Regions from separate parts of the Mus musculus genome. Here all the other regions are linked to region 1. The links are chromatin contacts, called in public promoter capture Hi-C maps. All regions are on one chromosome and are shown on one strand. The core of a region is the stretch at or near the end of the contact, and the rest is flanking DNA. Distances in the headings are between cores, read along the strand shown. Region 1 holds the start of Cog4 (component of oligomeric golgi complex 4). Region 2 holds the start of Pla2g15 (phospholipase A2, group XV). Region 3 holds the start of Slc7a6os (solute carrier family 7, member 6 opposite strand). Region 4 holds the start of Pdf (peptide deformylase (mitochondrial)). Region 5 holds the start of Psmd7 (proteasome (prosome, macropain) 26S subunit, non-ATPase, 7).

The links. Promoter capture Hi-C pulls out the DNA fragments that hold promoters and counts their contacts. Capture Hi-C pulls out chosen DNA fragments and counts their contacts.
Region 2: a contact with region 1 is called in a promoter capture Hi-C map of adipose tissue. The contact joins the promoter of Pla2g15 here to the promoter of Cog4 in region 1. A contact is called at or near these places in 1 of 39 promoter capture datasets (pre-B cells) and 1 of 9 other capture datasets (adipose tissue).
Region 3: a promoter capture Hi-C map of pre-B cells shows a contact between it and region 1, with 4 times the contacts expected there. The contact joins the promoter of Slc7a6os here to the promoter of Cog4 in region 1. A contact is called at or near these places in 3 of 39 promoter capture datasets (cranial neural crest, liver and pre-B cells).
Region 4: a contact with region 1 is called in a promoter capture Hi-C map of liver, with 4 times the contacts expected there. The contact joins the promoter of Pdf here to the promoter of Cog4 in region 1. A contact is called at or near these places in 4 of 39 promoter capture datasets (hippocampal neurons, liver and pre-B cells).
Region 5: a promoter capture Hi-C map of pre-B cells shows a contact between it and region 1. The contact joins the promoter of Psmd7 here to the promoter of Cog4 in region 1. A contact is called at or near these places in 3 of 39 promoter capture datasets (liver and pre-B cells).

Annotation. Positions count from the first base shown.
Region 1 is chr8:110,845,743-110,848,364 of GRCm38.p6, reverse strand. Cog4 (component of oligomeric golgi complex 4) reads right to left here and starts at 1,341. Exons shown (of 19, transcript NM_133973.2): 1 at 1,156-1,341. The coding sequence starts at 1,314. It overlaps Sf3b3 (splicing factor 3b, subunit 3), which reads left to right and starts at 1,562. Exons shown (of 26, transcript NM_133953.2): 1 at 1,562-1,690.
Region 2 is chr8:106,149,034-106,151,655 of GRCm38.p6, reverse strand. Pla2g15 (phospholipase A2, group XV) reads right to left here and starts at 1,302. Exons shown (of 6, transcript NM_133792.3): 1 at 1,043-1,302. The coding sequence starts at 1,169.
Region 3 is chr8:106,209,607-106,212,228 of GRCm38.p6, reverse strand. It overlaps Slc7a6os (solute carrier family 7, member 6 opposite strand), which reads left to right and starts at 1,296. Exons shown (of 5, transcript NM_001007567.2): 1 at 1,296-1,510; 2 at 1,598-1,864. The coding sequence starts at 1,316. Prmt7 (protein arginine N-methyltransferase 7) reads right to left here and starts at 1,175. Exons shown (of 18, transcript NM_145404.1): 1 at 1,147-1,175.
Region 4 is chr8:107,047,321-107,049,942 of GRCm38.p6, reverse strand. Pdf (peptide deformylase (mitochondrial)) reads left to right here and starts at 1,329. Exons shown (of 2, transcript NM_026513.2): 1 at 1,329-1,882. The coding sequence starts at 1,345. Cog8 (component of oligomeric golgi complex 8) reads left to right here. Exons shown (of 5, transcript NM_139229.4): 5 at 813-1,234. The coding sequence ends at 1,135.
Region 5 is chr8:107,587,158-107,589,779 of GRCm38.p6, reverse strand. Psmd7 (proteasome (prosome, macropain) 26S subunit, non-ATPase, 7) reads left to right here and starts at 1,298. Exons shown (of 7, transcript NM_010817.2): 1 at 1,298-1,501. The coding sequence starts at 1,428.

The DNA of each region.
Region 1 (2,622 bases), core at 92-2,591:
TATAGACTTAGGAATGTTAAGTCAAGAGCACTCAACTTTAAACCACTACTTGTGTGGGAACTGCTGGAGCAGATGCAAGGCAGTACTTGAAAACATTCAAAGGTAGTAACAACTCTCTTTTCCTCTATTCAGAGCGCTTTGAGAGCTGCATGACATTAATCCCAGCACTTGAGTGACAGCGGCAGGCAGATTACTGAGTTCACTGCAAGCCTGGTCTACATAGTGAGTTGCAGGCCAGGTAGGGCTAGATAGTTAGAGCCTATCTAAAAAGAAAAAAAAAAAAAGTTCCCTGGGAAAAACAGCTGCCAAGGTTTTTAGGTGAGAGGTTACATCTTCTGACTTGCAAGGAATCCATCCACGAACTGACAGCACCAGACTGCCATGGAAAAGAAACAAACGTATATAAAGAGATATAGCATGCTATTAATAGAAAGGAAGCCGAATCCTTTCCACACCTGTTACTTGATTGACCACACATCCGAGGTACAAGAGATGAAATCACTTGTCCGAGACCAGACAGCTGCGCCTTAGTCTTAAAACTTCAAAGTCCTAACAGGGAGATTTCAAACTTCTAGGGAGTTGTGAGCTCGCCTATAATGCCAGTAGCTTGAGAGGTTGCTCTAGGAAGGTAGCCAATTTGAAGACAATATGGGCAACACCGAGGCCGTCTCAAAATAAGAAAACATCCAAATGCCTACACTTAACTGAAATGCTAAAAATACACACATAATCATTTCTTCCAAGAGAAAAAGTCTTAGACCTTCAAGCTAAATAGAAAGGAACTTCTCCTTTAAATGAGTCGAGAAGAAACTTTCGTAACTTTTCACTTCCCAAGCCAAAGCAATTCTTATTCTGAAGTCAAGCCAATTCGGTATACACATATGTATGTGTGCATGTAATACATACATGTACGCGCACACACACACACCACTTCCAGTTTTACTCGTCAGGGAAATCAATACGGAGGCAGACCAAGGAAGTAGTCCAGGTAACAGGTCAAATAAGCTTGAGTAGAACTGACAGGTGTACCCAAATGCCCAACTACATTAAAGCCTCTTGGGAAGCTGCTTTCTCGTTTTCCCTGGTAAAGCGATCGACACCCGTGATGCCCTCTGCCACCGGATCCTCCAGGAAAAAGGAGGTTCAGCTCCCCACCTCCTCGCCACAGAGTCGTTCGTACACAGCTTCCAGCTCCTGCAGCTCTGTCAGAGAGCGAATGAGCTCGGTGGAGATTTCGGAGCAGTGTCCTCCTCCCACCCCCTCCGGTGGCGGAGGAGCTCCTGACAATTTCAGCGGAGACTCCACCTCCGCCATCTTGGCTCCCGGTGGGCGCTTCCGGGCTTGCGAGGTCCCCTCTGCGTTGGCGCGGTGACCTTTGGGGCTGCCCACAGATATGCCCGATCAAAACCATTGGAAGTCTATTTTTAAAACTAACCTTCTATTTTACAGAAAACTTACCGTAACGTATAAATTTTAGATAACTCATTAGTCTTCAGGTGCAAGATGAAAACATCCCAAATTTACATCTATTTATCAGGCGGGGGCTAGATACCTTTTTCCCGTCGCGCGGCACCCGAAGGCCCGTCTTGAAGGCTAATGGCGGACGCCGGCGGATCGGCAGTGGCGGTGGCTTAGGCCTTGAAGCGATTCAGCATCCGTCGGGTACCGAAGCCATCCTTCTTGCAGCAGGGTAAAGAAGTGGCCTCCCAGCTTCTCTGTCGCGGAGGAAGTGGAGAGCGCTCATAGGAGAGAGCTGCCCGGCACCTCGGCCGGAGCCGCAGGGGCAGTTTTAGGCCCGAGAGGTTCGGTAGGCGTGAGGTTAGGGAAATGCTTGCCGTGGGCAAATGGCCTCGTGGACTCTTCGCCCACTTGTGTCTTCAGAGTGGGAACGAGTCCTTTAAGGCTTGCGAGTTTAACGTGGTGGCACACTCGTGTATTTCCACCACGCGGGGGAGGTTGAGGAAGTGGGAGTCCCACCGAGGCTGCATAGGAAGACTCGAGATTGAAAGACTATTCAATCAGCAAGGGGTAAAAATTCTGTTTGTTCAAAATGTGCAACTATCAGAAACCGCCCGGGAGCCGGGGATCTGGTTTGAACTTGTGCATTTGGTAGTTAGGCAAAATGTTGTTTCTCCTCTGAACCTCTGTTTACTGTAAAAGAAAGAAAAAAAAAACCCGAAGGCTAATAGTACCCATTTGAAGACTGTGCAAGATAAAAAGGAGGTGATGGTGGAACCGGAGATTATAGGCAGAGGCGGGGGAGGAAGCTTTCCACGGTTTGGCTGTTACGGTTACCTGATACCGGATATTCCTCCAGGAAGCACCTCTTCAGTAAGCCAGGAGATCCGTTTGTTTTGGTGTTGAGTGAGTAGGTGCTCATTTTAATCCTCCAAACCTAATGGTAGAGAGCACTTGCCCAAGGCCATAGGTTTCCTTCTCGTAGCCTCAAACACGAAATTCTGCATACAGAGCCTTACGAGGCAAGGTACCATCTTCCCCCCTGTTAAAGCAAATGTCCAAAGTCATAACATCACGTTCGCTGCTTATGGTGCAGCCGGAACTCATCCGTGACAGCCTTGTAAATTGTGAGGTCCTCTACCCTCAAGCTGCCAGTGCCAGTTC
Region 2 (2,622 bases), core at 53-2,552, 4.7 Mb after region 1:
AGTACTTGGGAGGGAGAGGCAGGTGGGTATCTGAGTTCAAGGCCAGCCTGGTCTACAGAGTGCGTTCCAGGACAGCCAGGGTTACACAGAAAAACCCTGTCTAAGACAAGACAAAAAGAAAAAAGGGAAGAAAGAGCACAGGAATTTATGCTCCAGCAGAAAGAAAATATATATATATATACACACACACACACATATACATACATAAACATATATATAGCGTACGTTTCAGCATGTCTCTGTTCTCAGGAGTCCTGGCCAGCGAAACACCAGTTCAAAACGACTTCCATTGGCTGAATGGGGCATCTAAGACTCCTAGAGATTTTAGCCTGGCCTATTACCACATAGAAACATTGTTATTTCTGTTCCGCTGCCAAGTCTAAGACAGAAGAGCAAGTGGGCAGGGAATGTCACCTGGCCTCAGTACAGCCTAGAGTAATTAGGTCTGGAAGCGGAGAGTGGAGGCATGCTCTCAGACTCCCGGACTCCCTCAACGCCAGTTCAAGACTGTTGTCCCAACCCCATTCCTCTCTCCTCCCTTCCCTTAGCCACCCTGTTTCCCTTAGGCCATCTCCTCGAAAGTCAATACCATCCATTCCATAAGCTGAGAGCAGAGAAATGCTTTTGGGGGCCAGCGTGGATAGAACTTGCTACCACTCATTCCCTGTGAAATAGAGAGGGTAGGAGGTAATGACCGATTCTGAGACTGCCTAGGAACCCGCTGAAGTAGGGTTGAATTGCCTCAGTCTTTCCAGCTAAGAAATGGGGGCATGGCGAGGCAAGGTTTGGAGCTGTTGCAGTTAGGTGGAGTGGAAAGCCAGACATTATCTATTCCCTTTACTCTCACGTTTCAGAGGGCTCCAGACCACACCCATGCCCGGTATGGCGGGAGGTGGGCTAACCGAACTGACCCAGGTTAGAAACCAAATGCTCTGGGTTTCGTGCTTAAAGCAGATGCACAACAGAGCAGTTGGCCCACCAGACCCTGGCTGCACTGGATCCTGCAGGATCCACCCACCACCACCCTGAACACGAGTCTCACCCAGCACCACCGGGGGGTGACGTTGGGCCGGGAGCGTCAGGTCTGCCAGCATCATTAGTAGAAACAGAGGTAACAGGAGGCCACTCCGGAGCTGGGTCTCGCGACAGGTGCAGAGATGGCGATCCATGGCGTGAGACTGTGGTCGCAGGTCCAAGGGGCTGCTTTAGAGATTAGGGATCGTGCCTAGGCCCGGGCCGCAGCTCAGCTAGTTAACCCCACCGCTCGCAGATACCAGTCAATTAAGACCCGCCTCTTGCTAAGGCTCTACCAATTGCAACTCTCCGCCACGAGCGTCCCTCCCACCGGAGCTCACCACCCGCCCATGCCCACCTCCGGGACTTTGCTGCGCGCCGAACGCATCGATCGACCAACCGATGGGAGCCGCTTATCATCCCAGCTGTCGCCCTGCTCCTACACAGCCCCATCTCACCTCACCGTGAACCCAACACAGAACAATTCTCAAAGTCCACTCAAGTAGTTCTCATTCCTAATTCCTAGCCTTCCCACAGCACAAGGACCAAAAACATGCCCTTCATTTGCTATGGGTGAATGGTCTCTAAACAAAAAAAGAGGAAGTTAGTGTTTTGGAACTCGGGTGACCAGCAGCTGTCCAGGACCTTTATACGGCCTTTACACTGGCATCCCCAGGGGCATCTAGGTTTGGCCGCCCACGTCCAGAAAACTTTTACTGTCTGCCTTGCCGGTAGAAATGCATGTTAGAACCCAAGAAGCAGGTCTGGGAGAAGAAGCTAAAACAGCCTTTCTTTCTTTTCTTTTTTCTTTCTTTTTCTCTCTTTCTTTCTTTCTTTCTTTCTTTCTTTCTTTCTTTCTTTCTTTCTTTCTTTCTTTCTTTCTTTCTTTCTTTCTTTCTTTCTTTCTTCCTTCCTTCCTTCCTTCCTTCCTTCCTTCCTTTCTTTCTTTCTTTCTTTCTTTCTTTCTTTCTTTCTTTCTTTCTGTTTTGTTTTTCGAGACAGGGTTTCTCTGTGCAGTCCTGGCTGTCCTGGAACTCACTTTGTAGACCAGGCTGGCCTTGAACTCAGAAATCCGCCTGCCTCTGCCTCCCAAGTGCTGGGATTAAAGGCTTGCGGCACTACGGCCCAGAGATCAGCCTGTTTCAAACGGTCTGTCACTCTGTAAGTGCAGCACACGAATAGAGTTGGGAGTGGTTTGGATCTGAAAGTCTGAACCATTTCTCTGTAGGATTCCCCTGCAAAGAACAGGGCTCGAGAGCTCATGTTGGCACTTTAGCCCCTGTCCGCGCAAGCCTGAGGACTCAGGAAGGGCATAAGACTGACTGGAGCGAGGAGCTGGGGCCCAGACGGTAGTAGGCAAAAGGCTCAACACCCAGTAATATGCCAACACTCTGGGGGTGAACTGACCAGTGCTTCTGAGAAATAACCCTCTACATACTTCCTTCTGAAGGCCAACTGTGCTTCTGGGACACTGCTTGGTCCCAAGACTTCTGCTCCACCCCCCACCTCTTCCTTCCCTCTTCTTGGTAAACAGCTGACCCCACGTTAATGCCAACAATTCTAGTTTTTATAGCAAAATAGGAAGTTATTTATTTATTAAATTGTATT
Region 3 (2,622 bases), core at 47-2,546, 4.6 Mb after region 1:
GTAAGTTCAAAGTCAACATGGTCTTCATAGTAAGTTCTAGGCCAGCAAGAACTACATAGTGACAGCCCATCTCAAAAGAAAATTAACCAGTATTTTGATATTTCTGACAAGAGTAATTTTCATTTTTTATATAGGATATACCATCAAAAACTATAATAAAAGCCAGTTGTGGTAGCTCATGTCTAAAATCTCAGCACGTAGGAAACTGAGGCAGAAGGATCTAAAGTTTGATGCCATCCTGGGCAATGCTGTGAGACCTTGTCATAAAACAAGAACAAAACAGAACAACGTGTCGTTGCATGTCTTTGATTCTAGCACTAGAAAAGCAGAGGCAGGACCATCTCTATGAGTTCCATGCCTGTCAGGGCTGCACAATGAGATTCCTGTCTGAAGAAAAATTTGGGGGTGAGGGGGGGCCTACAGTAAATATATAGGGCTGTTTGGAAGTTTCGCCACTTTTCAGAAATTCCTACATAATTAAAAAGGCCCCACAAGTCCATCGGGGTCCAGCCTTCAAGTGAAGGCAAGTGAGAAGGCAGGGTAAGCCGAGCAATGAGCTAACATTATACAGTAAAAGCGCAGAAGTGGTTATTCCGCAACAGATTAAGGACACTTGCTTATCTGTGATGTCGCTAGGGTTTCACTAAGAACACACTTAAAAATGCACTGAGGGCCACTCCAGTGTTTTAATCAAAAGCATGTCCACCTCGGGCACACAAACGTCTGGCGCTTCTCCGGGTGAGTGTCGTGAACTGAATGGTTCCCAAACTGCTCAGAATACGAACTGAGAAAGCCATCCCGAAGCAAAACCGCCCGAACGGTCCCGGGACCGAACCGTTCCCGGCTGGGTTAGGGGCGCTGCATACAACTGAGGTCCCGCCCGGTGTGAGTGACTGGGGCGAGGCTTCTGACACAAGTCCTGCGCCCGGCGACAGTCTGAGAAAGGACAGTCACCCACGCGGACCGCTGCGGCAGACCTGCTCAGGGTGCTTGAACCACTCCACGTGGACTCTGGAGCAGCCCGGAAGATAAGTACACCGGAAACCCAAATATCCCCAACGCCAGAGCCCTAAAAATGAGGCCGGAAGACCGACTGCACCCAGGCCCAGCCACGGCCCAACCTCCCCAGCAAGCCCAACAGCTCACCCGCTGTGGGAAGCGATCCACTCGCCGCCACTCCCGCGGCCATTTTGCCTCTCCCACTGTGGGTGGGGCGTCGAGGCGTAGCGTGACGTTCCGTGAGGCCCCGCCCGCTGAACTGGATGGACATCCCGTCGCGCCCCGCGCCTTCCCACAGTACTCCGCGATCGCCGCTATGGAGGCCGGCAGGACTGCGGTGTTGCGCGTGAAGCGGAAGCGCAACGCGGAGCCCGCCGAGGCGCTCGTGCTGGCCTGTAAACGCCCCCGGAGCAGCGAGGTCGAGTCGGCGGCTCGGGAGACGCCAGAGGGCCAGGAGGCGGCGGCGGCGGAGAGAAATGTCTTCCAGTTGGTTGCCACCGTGCGATCCCAGGTATGAGAAGGGTGAATGGACTCTTTGTGGGAGCGATCTTTGAACGCTGCCCGTGTCGCAGTCATCTCTTTTCCCGACGCCCCTCAGGAGGAGCCAATCCAGCAGCTTGTGCGGGCTGCCTTGCGCCCGTCCCGGAGCAGCCAGCTGCGTATCCGCCGCGATCTTCGTGCCTCGGTGCGCGAGGTCCGTAAAGAGGGCCGCTACAGGGTGGTCTCCAGCCACCGATCCTCGGGAACCTCGAACAGTTTGGAGCCTCAGTGTGGGTCAGAAGCTGTCGGGGATGCGGGCTTCCAGTTGTTGGACCTGGTCCACGAGGAGGAAAACCCAGAGGCTGCTGCCACCGACTGCCGCAAAGTGAGTACTGTATATGTCTGCTCTGCTCCCAAAGGCAGTAATGAAGAGCATACACACTGTAAGCTTAAGAATGGATGATCCATCTCTAAGAGTTGACCTCATTTTACCTGATTTCTGTTGTTGTTTTTGTTCTGTTGAGATAGTTTTGCTGTGTAGCTCTGGTTGACATAGTACGGGCTATGGAGCCCAAGCAGACCTCTGACACACAGCAGTTCTGCCTCCGTCGCTCCAGTGCTGGGATTATAAGTAAGCATGTGCAACCCACGCCCCTTAGGATTGGTTTTCTTTCTTTCTCTTTTGCTTGTGTCGTAATACACACCTTCCCTCCCAGCATTTGGGAGGCAGTACCATGTGGATCTCTGAGTTCCAGCCCAAAAAGGACTACATAGTGAGACCTTGTCTCCAAAAAAAAAAAAAACAAAAAGCAAAAAACAAAAACTTTGTGTGTGATTGATCAGGCCTTTAATACTCAAGAGGCATGGATCAATAGATCTCTTCTTTCAAGGCCAGGCAGAGCTACACAGTGAGAACGTGTATCAAAATAAATAAACAGAATTGATGTAGGCCTTTTGAAAGTGGATTTGGCTATTTAAAAGATATACAGTATTTAGAGATGATGTTAAACTGTCATTGCTACGAAAAATGAGGTAAATATGGAAGGAGTTTTAGCTCACAATTTTGGAGGTTTTGGTGCAGTGTATGGTCAGACTACTAACAATTTGCCTCCAACCTCCCTGAAGACGGGGCTCTAGCATTTA
Region 4 (2,622 bases), core at 80-2,579, 3.8 Mb after region 1:
TTGATATGGGATTTCTCTTCAGGGGTTCCTCTGTGAAACTCTGGCTGTCCTGGAACTCTGTAAATCTCCTGAGTGCTGGGATTAAAGGTGTTCTTCACCACAGCCTGGCTTTTATCATTGTTGTTTTCGTTTTGTCTTTTTAAAGATTTTATGTGAGTGCTCTATCTGAATGCACACCTGCGTGTATGTCAGAAGAGGGCGTCAGATCCCATTACAGATGGTTGTGAGCCACGTTGTTGGGGATTGAACTCAGGACCTCTGGAAGAGTACTTAACCACTGAGCCATGTCTGTAGCCCTTGTTTTTGGTTTGACACTAGACAGGATCTCAGTATATAGCACTGGCTACCCTGGAACTAACTTGGTATACCCAACTGGCCTTGAACTCAGAGATCCTCCTGCCTCTGCCTCCCAAATAGCTGGGATCTGTGCCTGGACTCCAGTATTTACTGAGTGTCTCCTGGCTCAGGCTCCATCCACCCTTACAATGGGGCTCCAATATAACTAACTGTCCTTTTGTATTACAGAGATGCCCTTAGCCTGGCACAACTTTAATACCAGCATTTGGGAGGCAGAGGCAGGACGATCTCTGTGAGATAAGAGACCAGCCTGGTCTATAGAGTTCCAGCATAGCCAGGTCTCAAAAAAACAAAAAACCCAAAAAGATGTTCTTGTTGTATTGAAATATGTAATTGTGTTAAATCTTTTCTCTGAGTGTCCCCTCCCCTGCCCCACACCATCCCTGAGATCTCTGCATTGAATTTAATAACTTTTTTTTTCTTTTTCATTTCTTTTTCCCTACCATCTGGGTCAGGCATTTCACCCACCCAGCTCTCTAAGCACGGAAACCTTGGACACGTGAACATCAGCGCCATCCAGGAACCTCTCGCCTTTATTTTGCCTAAGAGAGAAACAGTTTTCTGTTTAGATGAGCAGGAGCTGGGGCCGGACCTCGTGGCCCCAGCTCCAGAGCTCCCTGCGGAGCAGCGGAGCATGGAGCCTGTAACAGAGAAGAGGGAACCAGGGGAGCCGCTGCCTCAGGAGCCCATGGAGGGGGAGCCGCTGCCAGCCGAGCCACCGAGTGAGGGAGGAGCCATAGGCAGTGTCCCCTGCCCGCAGCCTGGGGAGCAGCCCTGAGGGTACGCGCTTCTGCAGCGGGAAGGTGTGTGCAGTTGCTTTGCCCAGGATAGCGCGGGCCCTGTGGTATTTGCAGCTTTAATAAAACCGACAACTGTCGCCACTCGCCTGCTGTTCCCGACGATGGGCGTCCGGAAGTTACACGGGAACTACGCTTCCCGGCGTCTTTGGCGCTAGCGGAAGGAAGGGCCGCGGCGTCTCCCCGCGCCATGTTGCTGCTGGGCAGGCTGCCGCGGCCGGCGTGGGTTCCGGGGAGCCGGGCGCAGAGGTGCAGCTCCTTGGCCGCCTTGGAGGGCCCGGCGCGCACGCGCTCCTACTGGCGGTACCTCAGGCGCCTTGTATGTGGCGCGCCGCAGCCGCCATACGCGCACGTGTGCCAGGTCGGGGACCCGGTGCTGCGCGTCGTGGCGGCCCCGGTGGAACCCGAGCAGCTAGCGGGGCCGGAGCTGCAGCGGCTGGTGGGGCGGATGGTGCAGGTAATGCGACGGCGTGGCTGTGTGGGCCTTAGTGCGCCGCAGCTCGGGGTGCCGCTGCAAGTGTTGGCGCTCGAGTTCCCGGACAAGCTCCTCCGAGCCTTCTCACCGCGCCTGCGCGAACTGCGTCAGATGGAACCCTTCCCACTTCGGGTGCTGGTGAACCCCAGTCTGAGAGTGTTGGACAGCCGCTTGGTCACCTTCCCCGAGGGCTGCGAGAGTGTCGCCGGCTTTCTGGCGTGTGTGCCTCGCTTCCAAGCCGTGCAGATCTCAGGTGCAGGGGACGTGGGCAGCGGGGTGGTCTTGCTCTCTCTGGCTAGAGACAGTGCAGACACAGCGGCACTCGGGAGCCAACTGAACTCCTGAAGAGCAGGTCAGGCCCGCCTAGATGGGTTGCAGGGTGATTCCTTAGATATGGAGCCTGTCTTTCCCCTTTCTCATGAGTAGGTATATAGATTCCCATGTAAGTGTGTCTGTATTGCACACACGATTTTCCCAGTTTATCGTGGTGGGGCTTGTGTAAGAAAGTGGGACCCAGATTTACCCAGACTAGGGCAACAAACCATTCCATGCTTCACATTCACATTGTTTTATGTAATATGGTTATTTGCTACAGTGCCAAGCTGAAATACCTTTCTTTTGGGGGGGGGGGGTCGAGACAGGGTTTCTCTGTATAGCCCTGGCTGTCCTGGAACTCACTTTGTAGACCTCGAACTCAGAAATCCGCCTGCCTCTACCTCCTGAGTGCTGGGATTAAAAGGTGTGTGCCACCATGCCTGGCATGAAATACCTTTGATAAACAGCCCTTGAAAAGAGTTTTGATTTCTTATCCTTGCCCTGTAGTAGTGCTGGGAATCACGCTGAGTAAAAAGTCGGCACTGGACAAAATTGGGGTACCCTTTCTAGGAGGGATAAGAGCTGTTATCCACATTCACTCTTGGATGCTGCCTCTGTAGATAGGATATAAATAGGCATGGCCAGGGCAGGAAACAAAGTAGGGACAGGAGGTTGGGC
Region 5 (2,622 bases), core at 49-2,548, 3.3 Mb after region 1:
ACACAAATAAAAAAATGCTTGTTTTAAAGCTATGATATGCTTACAGACGGGAGACTGGCATGGCTGTCCTCTAAGAGGCCCTACCAGCAGTTGACTTAGACAGACAGATACTTACACCCAAGCATTGAATTGAAATTGGGGACCCCTATAAAAACTAAATTAAATTGAATAAATAAAAATGCTTGCTTTAATTAATTAATTTTAATTAATTTAGCCATGGTGTTTTGGGTTGGTGGCCTTTCTCCCCAAATCTTTGGGATTAACAAAACCTGAATGTTGTTGCACTCATTATGTCACAGTGAGCATTAAGGAAAATTCCCAGAAATAAAAACTATAGATAAAGTATCCAGTCATACACCCAAAGTGTGCCCTTGGTGTTAGAGACCGAGAGCATCTCTAAACCACGTGTGGTCGCATATGCTGTCACCCTTGTACTTAGGAGGAGGTAGAGACAGGGGACCACCCTGGACTATACAACAATTTCCATGCTAGTCAATGTCATAGAAGGCCCAACTTCAAAAGCAATGAAATAAAACATTAAAAATAAATAAATAAAAACCAGGTGTGATGGCATATGACTTTAACTCCAGCACTCAGGGAACAGAGGCAGGTAGAGGCCAGTCAGGTCTACAACGTGAGTTCCAGGACAGCCAGGGCTGTTACATAAAGAAACACCGTCTCAAAAAAAAAAAAAAAAAAAAAAAAAGAAGCAAAACAAAACAAAAACCAAAACCCAAAAACAAACAAACAAACAAATGAAACTCCTCTGGGAAATTTTGAAACAGTGCTGACTTAAAGTGTTAAGTGAAAGTTAAGGGCTGGTGAGATGGCTCAGTGGGTAGGAGCACCTGACTGCTCTTCCGAAGGTCCAGAGTTCGGATCCCAGCAACCACATGGTGGCTCACAACCATCCGTAGCGAGATCTGACTCCCTCTTCTGGTGTGTCTGAAGACAGCTACAGTGTACTTACATATAATAGATAAGTAAATCTTTGAAAAAAAAAAAAGAAAGTTAAATATATGTCGTTAATTATTTGATTAGTAGAAGTACACGCTGTTACTACTTATGTTTATCTGCCTTTTTCTACAACCTTCCAAGGAGGAGAAATGGTGAGCTGGCAAACAACTGAGGAAAAACAAAAACGAAAACAAAAACAAAAACAAAAACCTAGGGAAAGGCTCAATGCCAAGCTTCGTCAATAGCCTAAGTCCCACAGAAGGCAAGGCGGTTCTTTCCCTTTCTCAAGATGGCGCCCCTGGCGACAGGGCGGGCACGAGCGCAAAGCGCTCTGGGAGCGGAAGTCGACTGTGCAGCGGCGGTCAAACCGGAAGGGGAGGTGCTGGGGCCTGGAGGAGCGGCCTGTGTCGCTGCGGTTGCTGGTGTTTGCGGGTTGCAGGGAGCCGGGCCGGTGGTCGGGCTGTGTCGCGATGCCGGAGCTGGCGGTGCAGAAGGTGGTGGTTCACCCCCTGGTGCTGCTCAGTGTGGTGGATCATTTCAACCGGTGAGCGGGTGGCGCGTGGCGGCCACACGGCGCAGGGCTGCTGAGTCACGGGCGCGCCGGGCACAAACGCGGCGGCCGGGGACACGGGTTGGGACAAGCGACCCCAGCGGCTCCACACCGCGGTGCTCGGTACCCATTGACAGCCTCGCACCCCCACCGAGGCCGCCACTCCTGAGTCTGGCCCGCCTGGCGAGGCCCCGGAGCCGGAACGATGCTACCCGCCGAGGCCGCGCCTTTTCCCAGAACGGCTGGGCGCCGTTTAAGACCGAGCTTCAGTCTCGTGTGCCCGTGCCTGTAAAAGCTGTCACTGAAACCCCGGTCTCGGAGTCCCCGATGAACGATTTTCTGGATGAGGCAGGGATCATAGCCAAGTTTCGATTTGGGATTCTGGTCGAATGGTACCTTTAAAATGGGAATGAATAAGGTGTCGGCTTGTTCCTCTAAAAACGAGGCAGGTGCAGATTGGGGCCAGCCTACAGTTCCCTTGGGTAGCTCACTGCCACCCTTGCCTGCTCCAGCCGTTCATCCGGCCAGACCTGTTGCACGTGTTCGGAAGTTTTACAAGATAATTAGTGTGAGGAGTTAACAAATATGAAGGTCCAGTAGGGAGTCTACTTGCAGTCAAGTCGGCGCTAGTGCCTGGTCTGAAGCAGGCTTTGTGCAGCTAACTCAACCAGAGCCAAAAAAAAAAAAAAAAAAAAAAAACCTCAAGACGGAGCCTTTTGAGTCTGAATTCAGTTGTATTGTTCGGAATGCCTGGGATACTAGGGGCCCTGATGGGGTGAACACTGTTTAAGCTTTATTTTAACAATTGGTAAGAATGGGGGGGGGGGGTGCAGACACTGTTGGTAGTTGTATCAAGGAACAGATGGAGGGGCTTTAAAGACTCGTGGATGAAGTTTCCTTTGGCATGTGGAAACTCGTTGTTTGAAGTAGTTTTAGTGGGTTAGAGAGGTGTAATGTTACTTTCACTGTGGCTTGTGTGTTTCCTTAGCATAGAATTAAGTTGTTTCCAAATATGCAGTTTGTTAGTGGCTAAAGAAAACAATTCTTGCTGGGCGTGATGGCGCATGCCTTTAATCCCAGCACCCCGGAGGCAGAGGCAGGCGGATTTCTGAGTT